Regions from separate parts of the Hordeum vulgare genome. Here region 1 is linked to region 2. A link is a contact called in public Hi-C data. All regions are on one chromosome and are shown on one strand. The core of a region is the stretch at or near the end of the contact, and the rest is flanking DNA. Distances in the headings are between cores, read along the strand shown.

What was found. Hi-C and Micro-C count contacts between places; a contact is called where the count stands out from the background.
Region 1: a Hi-C map of seedling shows a contact between it and region 2, with 2.2 times the contacts expected there. The contact joins the promoter of LOC123395458 here to the enhancer-like site in region 2. A contact is called at or near these places in 1 of 6 Hi-C or Micro-C datasets (seedling) and 1 of 1 datasets of contacts at active chromatin or transcription factors (embryo).

The regions. Positions count from the first base shown.
Region 1 is chr5H:277,458,879-277,464,318 of MorexV3_pseudomolecules_assembly, forward strand. LOC123395458 (heavy metal-associated isoprenylated plant protein 32-like) reads right to left here and starts at 3,329. Exons shown (of 4, transcript XM_045090462.1): 1 at 3,236-3,329; 2 at 2,782-2,843; 3 at 2,498-2,573; 4 at 484-2,365. The coding sequence starts at 2,811. The coding sequence ends at 942.
Region 2 is chr5H:276,628,279-276,634,160 of MorexV3_pseudomolecules_assembly, forward strand. No RefSeq gene overlaps it. Among protein-coding and RNA genes, the nearest start is that of LOC123395751, 360 kb to the left of the region's middle. Within about 2 kb of position 4,098, at least 3 of the 3 cell types and tissues checked have open chromatin away from gene starts, as enhancers often do. A contact at or near this core is called in seedling, where this site is marked.

The DNA of each region.
Region 1 (5,440 bases), core at 2,079-4,578, 830 kb after region 2:
AGCTAGGGGACAGCCCAATCTTACCCCATCATCAATAATGATAATGTGAGTGCAGGGCGCAGGAAAAAGAAAGCATAGCCAAAAACTGCAGCTAGCATAGCATAGCATAGCAGCTCCTCTCCTCTCATCTCCTTCCTTGCTCACACCTGGACCACCCACCCCGCAACCATCATCATCACCTTCTCCATTCACCTCTGTCTGTCACCATGGCCGGGACGGGAGGAGTAGACTAGTATATTTTTCTTCCCTCACACCACACCGACCGACGAAGCAAGGCACAAAGCTAAAGGCACTACTCCTACTAGTGAGTTGAGTTGACAACATTCCACTACTACTACTGCTCTACTTCTCCAGTGCTACTAGTATATGTATATGTGTGTGGAATGGGAACGGGAATGGGGAAGGATAAGCTGCACTGCTAGTCATGCATCCACAGCACGGAACACGCAAAGAAAGCAAAGCAAAGCAAACACATTGGCGATATGGCATGCATGCAAGAAGGAAACCACCACCTTCTTGTCCCGAATTATAAAAAAAGCACCATCATCTCTTATGACAACTATAGATTACTATACCTACCTTCGCCTTCAAGGAAGTTCAGTTTTTTTTTTTAAGAAGAAGAAAGGGTGAAAATAAGCTAAGTAATAATAAGAGAGAAAGAGAAAATAAAGGAGCGAGCTAGATGAGATGGGACTCGTTTCCCATGTATACTGACTGACTGATCGATCCAGGCAGGCAGGGTCTTTCGCACCATGACCATGATCATGATGGACGACGACGACGACGATCGAGCACCTGACTGAGAGAGTTCCTTCCGGTACCGGTAGGTTGGTTGGTTGGCTGGCTTTGAACAGAGCGGCGGCAGCGAGGAGAGAAGAGAAAGGAAAGCAACCACCGGCCACTGCACTGGGACAGCGGCGGCAGCCACCATCCATCTCCTCTCACATCACCGAGCAGCTGTTGGGGTTCTCGTCGCTGAAGTAGTTGTAAGGGTCCGCGTGTGGGTGCGGCTGCATCGGCATCGGCATCGGGTACGCCATTGGGTACGGCATAGGCGGCCGCCCGTACCCGTACCCCATCGGCATCGCCGGGTACCCCGCCGGAGCGCCACCACCGTGGCCGTGGCCGTGCCCGTTCATCATCGCCTGCTGCTGCTGCTGCTGCATCATCATCATGGCCATGTACTGCTGCTGCGCCATGGGGTTCCCGCCCGCCCCAGCGGCCTGCAGCATCTCGGCGGGACCGGACGGCATGCCGCCGCCGCCGCCCGCGGCTCCCTGGTAGAACCCAGGTGGAGGCATGCCACCGGCCGGCATGCCATGAGCGGCTCCGCCACCGCCCTGCGCGCCTCCCATGTGGGGGTGGTGGCCCATGGGCCCTCCCATCGGGCCCATACCAGGAAAGCCGGCAGCGCCCATCATGTTAGGCCTCATCATGGCCTGCTGCTGCGGCGGCATGCCCATCGGTCCACCGACACCGAGGCCGGGGCCACCGCCGCCGCCCTTCTTCCCAGGTTGGCCGGGGGCTCCTCCTCCGCCTCCGCCTCCTCCTCCTTTGCCGTTGTTCGGCTGGCCACCACCTCCATTTTTGCCACCGCCGTTGCCGTTGCCGCCCCCGCCACCTTGGTTCTGCTTGCCACCTGCGTCTTTCTTGCCACCGCCACCGCCACCGCCACCGCCGTTGTTGGGGTTCCCCTTGATCTGCACGGGGATCTCGTTGCCACCCTTCTTGGCACCATTGTTGCCGCCCTTCTTGTCTCCCCCACCGGCGTTCGGTGGCATAGCCATCGGCTTCATCATCATCTTGGGGTCGTCCAAGTAATCGTCGTCGAGGCCGTCATCGTCAAAATCATCCTCGTCGTCGAAGTCGTCGAAGTCGTCGTCGAACTCGCTGCCGTCGTCCCCAAACTCATCCTCTGGGGGGAGGTTGAACTTGACGGACTTGGGGTCCTTGACGGGCGCGGCCGCCGCGAACGGCATCTTCCCGTCCATGAACTGCGGCAGCTTCAGTCCCTTCATCTGCATCTGCTGTTGCAGCTGCTGAAGCTGCTGCGCCGTCGGCTGCGGCATCATCATCTTTGCGTCCTTGCCACCACCTCCGGCGCCGCCGCCGCCGCCTCCGCCCTTCTGGCCCTTGGCACCGCCGGCGTCCTTGGGCTGGCCCTTGCCACCGGCGTCCTTGGCCTGGCCCTTGCCACCACCATCAAGGTGGAGCTTCTGAAACTGGTTAGCCATGCCAGCCTTTGACCCCCAGAGTTGGGCTGGCTTGCCAGCCTTGGTCAGCTTCTTGATGATGGTGTCCGGATCCACCATGCCAGACACCGTCACCTTCCCCTGCTCCGGGTCTATGCTGGATTGGTAGACCCCTGACGAAGAATTCACCACATCTCCGTTAGATGAATGAAATTAACTACTAGAAAAAATGCAGAGAGAATACGCAAGAGCGCAACGGAAGCAATTAGATTAACATAACATAAAAAAAAAACTTATGTTGTCACCTTCAATCTTGTGCAGGATCTTCTTGACCTTCTTCTGGCAGCCATCACAGTGGATGTTCACTTTGAGCACGCAAGTCTGGGAATTCCGGAGGAACAGAGAACACAGGGTCACCAAAATAGCAAAACAAGGAGGTTTGGAAAACAAGATAGCAGGGGACACGGGAGGAAACACAGGTGAAAAGAAAAGCAAAGTAAAGCTGCGTGCGTGCCTAATCAATCAAGAATGGCAGCAAAAACAAGAAGGGACACGGAATGTCTTGAGTCGGGACGAAGCAAGAACGCACCTGTATCTTGAGCACTTCCTCCTTACTCATCTCTGACGACGTCGCACCCCCAGCAACCAGATCTGTCACACGGAGGCCTCAAATCAGGGCAGGAACAATTACAAACAACAACCAGGAAAACATTGCTCTCTACAAGGGGAGGGAGGGAGTGACAAGGTATGGTATGATCAGAAGGGAGAGAGAGAAGAAAAAAATGCCTTGTCGCTGGAGATAACTTGGTGTCCTGCAATATAATATCTCCTCACACACACACACTCACACTCACACACACAAAAGAAAGAAGAAGTGCGACGGAGGGAGAGAGAAAAGGAACAGGGCTTATTAGAGTTTGGGTGTTGGCTTGGTCTATTAAGCCTGTGTGGTCCAGAGATGGAAGAAGGGTTGGAGAAGGCGAGAGGAGAGGAGGACTCTCTCGCTAGCTAATGAGCACGGGCACCATCCTTCATCTGCTTACCCTTTTATTTCGACTTTGGCCTTTGGCACTGGAGCGGAAGCCTTTCCCTTTGCCCTGCCCTCGCCCTCCGCCGATTGTGTGTCAAAGAAAATCCTACTCCTACGCAATTAAATACCCTTTGTCACTTGTCAGTAAGTACAGGGAGATGTTCAACATGTGAGGGTACCCGGATGTTATACTACTAGTGCTACTGCGCTTACCGATGTCCCCCCCCCCCCCCCCCCCGTTTTCTTTTCCCTTTTTCTTTTCTTTCTTGCAAAAGCGTACATGCAAGTCTTGTACATTGTTCAACTGCCAATTTCATACTACTATCACTCCCTCTCTGTGACTTCAGTTAGACTGCAGATCCTACTATTTCTCTTGGGACGTGCACATAACTGCTCATCAGAGGAATATTTTCTCTTAAGTTTATGTGCCGCTTGTATTTCACTGCTTGGTCTAGGAACGCCAATGTGGGATGAGAAAGTGGATTTGAACCTCGACTACATATGCAAACAAGTTTCATACGGATGTTTGGTATTCCCCTGTAAACTAATATAAAAAAAATTAGATAACTAAGAAAGGTGATCTAAACACTTTTATATTACTTTACGAAGGGAATAATTGTTTAATTGAGTGCATTATGACGGCCTGGTTAAGCAAAGTGTTTTAAGATTGGGTAGAGCAAAATTCATGCAAGTCTATGTAACGTTTGGCCAACCAGAATGTTAGGATCCTCGGTGTGAGAAGACGAGCTTGCTCATTCTTATTCACAAGCAATGCTTTCCATACGTTGAGTCAAGAGGCTGGGGTGATACCTCCTTTGCCAAGAAAAAACATTACGTCAAAACCCTACGTTAGGATACATAAGCACAATCAAAACATGAGTTAGTTTATTTTTTAGCTTGGCTTAATATCCTGAGTCCGATTTGTATTGTTGTACGCGCATATTGTTAGGTTCTCAAGTTACAAGAGCACACCCTAATGCTCTCCATGCATACCGTTAGGTTTTGAATGTTTCCCGCCAATCAAAACATGAGTTAGCTCATTCTGATCAGTTTTTAACATGTAGATACCGTATGACGATAGCATGAGTACAACCAGAGTCACTAGATTTTCCGTTATAGTTTACTTCTCGCATATTTATTGACAAATGTAAAGAGTGATTGAGTTGCGTTCGTACGAAAAGTTGGATGGGTGTACTCTACCGCACATCCGACAAATCTCCACGGAATCATCCTTATTTGATATGTCAACCAACAAATTTAGTGAAAGACGTCACTGCTCATTACGTAGTGATTGTCAGGATGCAAACATGTTTCATATAGATGTTTGATGATTATTTAGTTGAATGTGTTAAGTCGACTGGTTTATGCAAAGCGCAATGAGACTCTTTTGAACAAATTCATGCAAGCTATGAAACAGTCGACCAACCAGAAGATAGTTCGATCATATTTATCAGGTTGAAACATATTTCATGCATTATGTTAGGTTGGATTGATGTCTTCTTTTCAAATAAAAGACACAGTCAAAACTTTCAATATACACGCAACGAAAGAGATGAGATAGTTCATTTTTAGCTCGGTTTAACGTTATATGTTAGAATTCTATGCAAAGCGTACCACATGTCTGATTTAATGCTTCACGTGCATAGCGCTAGGCTAGAGAGTTGTAGGAGCATGCCTTAACACTACGGATGCATACCGTTAGGTCTTGATTTATCCCGCCAACCAAAAGGTGATATACCATATTCTTATACGGCTATAATGTATAGCTACCAAGGGAGGACAACATGAGTAAAACCACACACTAGATTTTTCATTATAGCTTATTCCATGCATAGTCGTTATAAGTAAAAGCGGCGAGTGAGTGTGTAATGTGTGTACAAAAATTTACACATGTGATCTATGTAGGACAAATATCTAAAGAATTATCCCTAGTTTCTAGCGCAACCGACAATTTTAGTTAAAGACGTCATTGTTCAATAGTGATCATTCCTAAGTGTTGTTGATGTACTTCCTACTTAGAACAATATAGCATACATCTGTTATAACATATATTGTCTATAGTGCTCATCCATTTCACAACATGTGCAGGTGAGCACCAAATTGTCGTCAAGCCAATTGCAACCAACACTACTTTCCCACCTACACCGCATACCTCGTTGATCATCATATTCTTTCATTTTGTCGGGTTTTCTCAAACATAGTTGTGTTTCCTTCCACA
Region 2 (5,882 bases), core at 2,848-5,347:
TGGAGGAGGGTGCCCACCCTTTTGGGTTTCCACCCCAAAGGTTGCGGCAGCTCTAGATTGCCATAGGGCGGCGGCCAAGGGTGGAGGAGGTGGGTCTTGAGGCCCAAGGCAGACCCTCCACGCCTAGGGTTTACCCCCTCCACCCCTTGCCGCGCCTTGGACATTTAGTGGTGGCACACCAGACCACCTAGGGGTTGTTTCCCATCCACTTGTGGCCCATGTAGCAACTTGGGGCTGGTGGCCCTTCCCGGTGGACCCCGGGAACCCTTCCTGTGGTCCCGGTACATTACGGGTGACGCCCGAAACACTTCCGACGATCAAATCCTCACTTCCTATGTATGAATCTTTACCTCCGGACCATTCCGGAACTCCTCATGACGTCCGGGATCTCATCCGGGAATCCCAACAACCTTCGGTAACCACGTACACTATTCCCATATAATCCTAGCGTCATCGAACCTTAAGTGTGTAGACCCTACGGGTTCGGGAACCATGCAGACATGACCGAGACACCTCTCCGGTCAATAACTAACATCGGGGTCTGGATATCCATGTTGGTTCCCGCATGTTTCATGATGATCTCATCGGATGAACCACGATGTTGGGGATTCAATCAATCGCGTATGCAATTCCCTTTGTCTATCGGTATGATACTTGCCCGAGATTCGATCGTCGGTATCCCTATACCTTGTTCAATCTCATTACCGACAAGTCTCTTTACTCGTTCCGTAACACATCATCCCATGGCTAACTCCTTAGTCACATTAAGCTCAATATGATGATGGATTATCGAGTGGGCCCAGAGATACCTCTCCGTCACACGGAGTGACAAATCCCAGTCTTGATTCGTACAACCCAACAGATACTTTCGGAGATACCTCTAGTGCACCTTTATAATCACCCAGTTACGTTGTGACGTTTGATACAACCAAAGCACTCCTACGATATTCGGGAGTTGCACAATCTCATGGTCTAAGGAATGACACTTGACATTAGAAAAACTTTAGCAGATGAACAACACGATCTACTGCTATGCTTAGGATTGGGTCTTGTCCATCACATCATTCCCCAATGATGTGATCCCGTTATCAATGACATCCAATGTCCATGATCAGGAAACCATGATCATCTATTGATCAGCGAGCTAGTCAACTAGAGGCTCACTAGGGACACATTGTGATCTATATATTCACACATGTATTAGGATTTTCGGTTAATACAATTATAGGATGAATAATAGACAATTATCATGAACTAGGAAATATAATAATAACCACTTTATTATTTGCTCTAGGGCATATTTCCAAGAGCCGTCCCCGCCCGCAGCCACCGCCGCAAAGCGTTCCACCACTTGCGCCAGCCACGTCCAGGAAAGGCCCACATCTGGTCGGCCCCACCCATAGCCGACGCCGCACACCCACCGAAGGCACCTCACGCCTCGTTCCGTCCTTGCTACGCGTGCCTCGCCCCGTCCTTGTTGTGTGTGTCGTATTCCTCCTTCATTCGCACGCGCCCTCGTCGCATGCACCGTCGCCGCGCCTCCACCATTGTGCACGCCCTCATCGCGCCTCCTCCCATGTGCACGCCCTCGCTGTGCATCTCGCGAGCGCGAGCCCCCACGCCGCCTTGGCCCCATCCCACGTCGTCCATGGCAGGAGTCGTGTCGTCCGACACACGCCGCGCAAGAAAGTAGGTGAAAATGGAAAGGGCCCCGCCGCCACCTTCACAGGAGCCGGCGTCGACTTGCTCGGCCGCTCCTCTCATGAGGGCGAGCCGAGGGGAGGGAGGAGAGGGGGTTGGACGCCTCGATCTAGGGTTATCCCATGTCGCTGGGGGATTAGCTTCCTCCCTTAGGCCAACTCAAGCGCGCGACCCCATCCGGTCCGGGTGCGTCCGTTTGGGGTAAAACGGACAAATAGCGCGGCCCAACACGCGGCCCTAAATGGACAAATGTACGTTTTCAACCCATCCCCACACAAAACATGCGCGGCGTTTGGGGAGAAACAGACGGCGCGCAGACGGGTGGGATGCACACCCTTGTCCTCCCCTGGCCCGCCTGTCGGGGACTCTGTCGATTCATTCCCACAAGCCTCAACCGGCCCTCCCGACCCAACCCCGTCGTCGGCACCGCCACTATTATCCGGTCGCCAACGACGCCCATCGACAACGGCAGCTACCGTCGGGGGTGCTACGGAGCGACATGTAGCCGGCCGCCATCCGCCCCCGCTGCCTCGAGGTGATTCACGGCCTCTTCGCTATCACGACCGCAATGTGTTTGACACTTTGCCCACAAAGGTATGGACAGTGGAGATGAATTTTTCTTCAACCATTTCATTTTTTCATCGGATGATTCGTCCTCGGATGACGAAGAACTTGTGGTGGCTGCACTAGTCGTTCATGACCACATTAAAAGGCAGCGGCCGCTGTACAGGGAGCCAATGCCTGACCGTGCGCCCAACCTGAACCGCACGAGAGAGAGAGAGAGAGCGAGGCCACGGCTTGCTCTATGGTGAATACTTTCAGAATACCGCACTCTTCAAACCAGAGAAATTCCATCGCCATTTTCTTATGTCAAGGCATGTGTTCAATCGCATCCGTGAGGGATTGGTTCAGCATGACCCATTCTTTGAGTGCAAAACGGATGCCCTTGGCAAGCTTGGATTCTCCTCTTATAAAAAATGCACATCTGCCATTCGCATGCTTGCATATGGAATTCCAGGCGATCTTGTCGATGAGTACGTGTGCATGAGTGAGTCCACATGTCTGCTGTCAATATACAACTTCTGCAAGGCCGTGGTAGTGGTGTTTGGCCCCGAGTACTTCAGGCAGCCAAATGCCGATGACATAGAAAGGTTGTTGGCGATCAACGCCGATAGAGGCTTTCCGGCATGCTCGACAACATAGATTGTATGCACTCGGAGTGAAAGAACTGTCCATTTGCTTGGCAGGGCCAGTACAAGGGGCATGTGAAAGCGTGCACTATCATATTAGAAGCGGTGGCTTCGCACAATCTTTGGATATGGCATTCTTTCTTCGGCATGGCTGGTTCTCACAATGATATCAACGTGCTGCAGCATTCCCCAGTGTTCGCTAGGCTTGCAGAAGGCCACTCTCCACCTGTCAACTTTGAGATCAATGGCCACCACTACAACAAGGGATGCTACCTGGCTGATGGTATATATCCTCAGTGGTCATCTTTTGTGAAGACAATCTCAAACCCCCAAGGAGAGAAGAGAAAGAGATTTGGCCAAATGCAAGAGAGTGCTAGAAAGGGTGTGGAGCGTGTTTTTGGTGCGCTTCAATTCCGATGGGGTATCGTTCGAAACCCTGCATTGACATGGGATGAAGGGAAGCTCTGGAAGGTTATGACTGCTTGTGTGATCATGCACAACATGATCGTCGAGGACGAGCGTGATGACTCCATTTTTGACCAAGGATTTGAGTTTCAAGGTAAAAATGTTGTGCCCCTGCACCAAGAACCGGCCACGTTTGAGCAGTTTACCCTATTCCATCATGAAACCCGTGATTGGCACACTCATTTGCAGCTTCAAAATGACTTGGTTGAGCACATGTGGGATCATATTGAAAACCAATAGATGTATTGGTTAATTATCTTTATTCAAGACAATTTCGATTTAGTTGTAAAACTATTTTATTCGAGGCAATTTTGATTGGGTTGTAAAATTATTTTTATTAGAGAGAATTGATATTTGGACATGCAAACTTGTTTAAAATAGTAATAAATATGAATATACGTCATATTGACCTTGGCGAACAGGATGCGACCGAAGGATGCGTTCGCGCGTTGGGCCACGGCCACCGCATCGGAGGACAGGCCCAGACACGACTCCTTGTCTGCTCTTAAACGGACAAAATCCGAACCAAACGGACGTTTGGATGGGGTCGCGTGGTGGAGTTGGTCTTGGCTACCTAAGCTGCTTTTGTGCTCCTGCATGTCAGCATCTTGACCATGTTATTTGGAGCAGCACCAGTATTCTTTCTACAGGGAGATTCTTGTGGTCGCCACATGGATGTGACGTCTCACCTATCTATCATGCATGGCATTTGATAGTGTTTTTCGACCATGCAACCACACATGTGCTGTCAGGGATTGACCGGATCGAATAAACGTAGGCCATCTGTAGATGGGGCCCATGGGGGGCTGGATCGTGCAGTTGAATACGTAAGCTAATCGGAAGAGATTCAAAGCAAAGTTGCTGCTTGTGGCGAGGCAGCAGGCATCGTGGTTTCCAAATAGCGTTTCCACTTGGTACTTCGATCGTTATCAGTAGAGTTTCAATTCCCCCAACAACCAAGTTGCTCACTCTCTATAGCTGCGTGACCCCTAGGACAGCCACCCTTCACAAATGATAACATACGTCGAAGGCTATGGATATATAGAGAGAGGGCAAGGGAAAAACACAAGTTTTTCTTTGCTTTCCTATTTCATGGGCACAACCTTTTTAGCCTCAGAAAATAAAAGGAAAGCATTCATGTTTTTACAGCATTACTATAGTACTTGCAAGCGAAGGAGAAAAAAAGACGAGAAAAACTTGCAACTGGGCAAAAAAGAAGAAAAAAAATATGATGAGGAGGAGACTGGCATGCATAATGGCGGATGCATGTTTAGCTTTAGGCGCAGGGACGAAGCAGAATGGCCCGCCCAGAAGAGTCTCGCTACGCTCACACCAGTGTGATGTGAGCATGAGCACCGAACGCACTTTTACAAGCGCTTGTTTGACGGGTTGGTATGCGCAGCCGGCACCTGTGGCTCGGGGCCTCTGGGCCAACCGCACGGGAACCGACGAGCGCCCGGAGGTGAGGTGACTGAAGAAAAGGGTCAAACCGGGGCGGGGCGGGGCGGGGCCGGGCCGGCCACCGCAATCGCACCAAAGGTACCGAACCATGTTGCACATTCTTCGGTCTCTGCCCCGTTTTTGTCTCCTGCCCTGCTAGCGTGTGCCTTTTCCCATTTTTTAAGGTCTGGAGACTGTTGGGACTTGGAAGAACATGCCGCATATACTGGTGCTCCATATGCGCGCGCTTGCGTGCGGCAGAAGTGCACAACAACACACAGAGCCGCCGAGGGATGGATAGTATAGATGCCTTTGCCGAGTACGAGTACGAGTACGAGCACGAGTACGAGCACACATATCCATATCATAGTTTCACGTGATTGATGGACCTGTGGTCAAACCGACCGTCCGTTAAAAGGCGTGGAGAGAATCTACGGCTTCTGTTCGTCAAATTTACAACAACCCGCGTCAGGCTGGGCCATAAAGATGATTTTTTCACTGTTTTGATCCTTAAGGCGCAAGTTCATCACGTAACGAACTCGGTTCGAAAGTATTTCACGTTTTGACCCTTTTGAAAACGTCATAGGCCGTGGCGTTGCAGACCTTATGCCAAACGCGAGTCTACTGGACGTTGCAGGCCTCATGTGCAACGCCAGTCCACTGGACGTTGCAGCCCTTAGCAGAAACGCCAAGGAGGCTGGCGTTGCAGGCCTCATAAGTAACTGCCCCGCGTCCCTTCGTCCACCTCCAGATCTTTCTTCCTCTTTCTCTACGAAAAAGCTCTCCCTCCTCCTCCAGATCCCCCCTTCGATCTCCCTCCTCCCCCAACCGTTTTGTTGGTTCTTTGGGGCAAATCGAAGAGGCCGGTAAGCTCCTCCAATCCCTCCAATTAATTATTGCAATGATTTTGTATTTGTGTAGATTTTTTTTGCACTAGGTGTACGCATGTTTTGAAGTAAAATTTATTTTGTGATTGTTAATAGGTGTAGTTTATGGTGTGTAGATGTAGTTTTTGGTGGCTATATGTATAACCTAGGTTTTGTTCATATTATCCGCATTAGGTTTATGCCTAGGTTTAGTTTATAT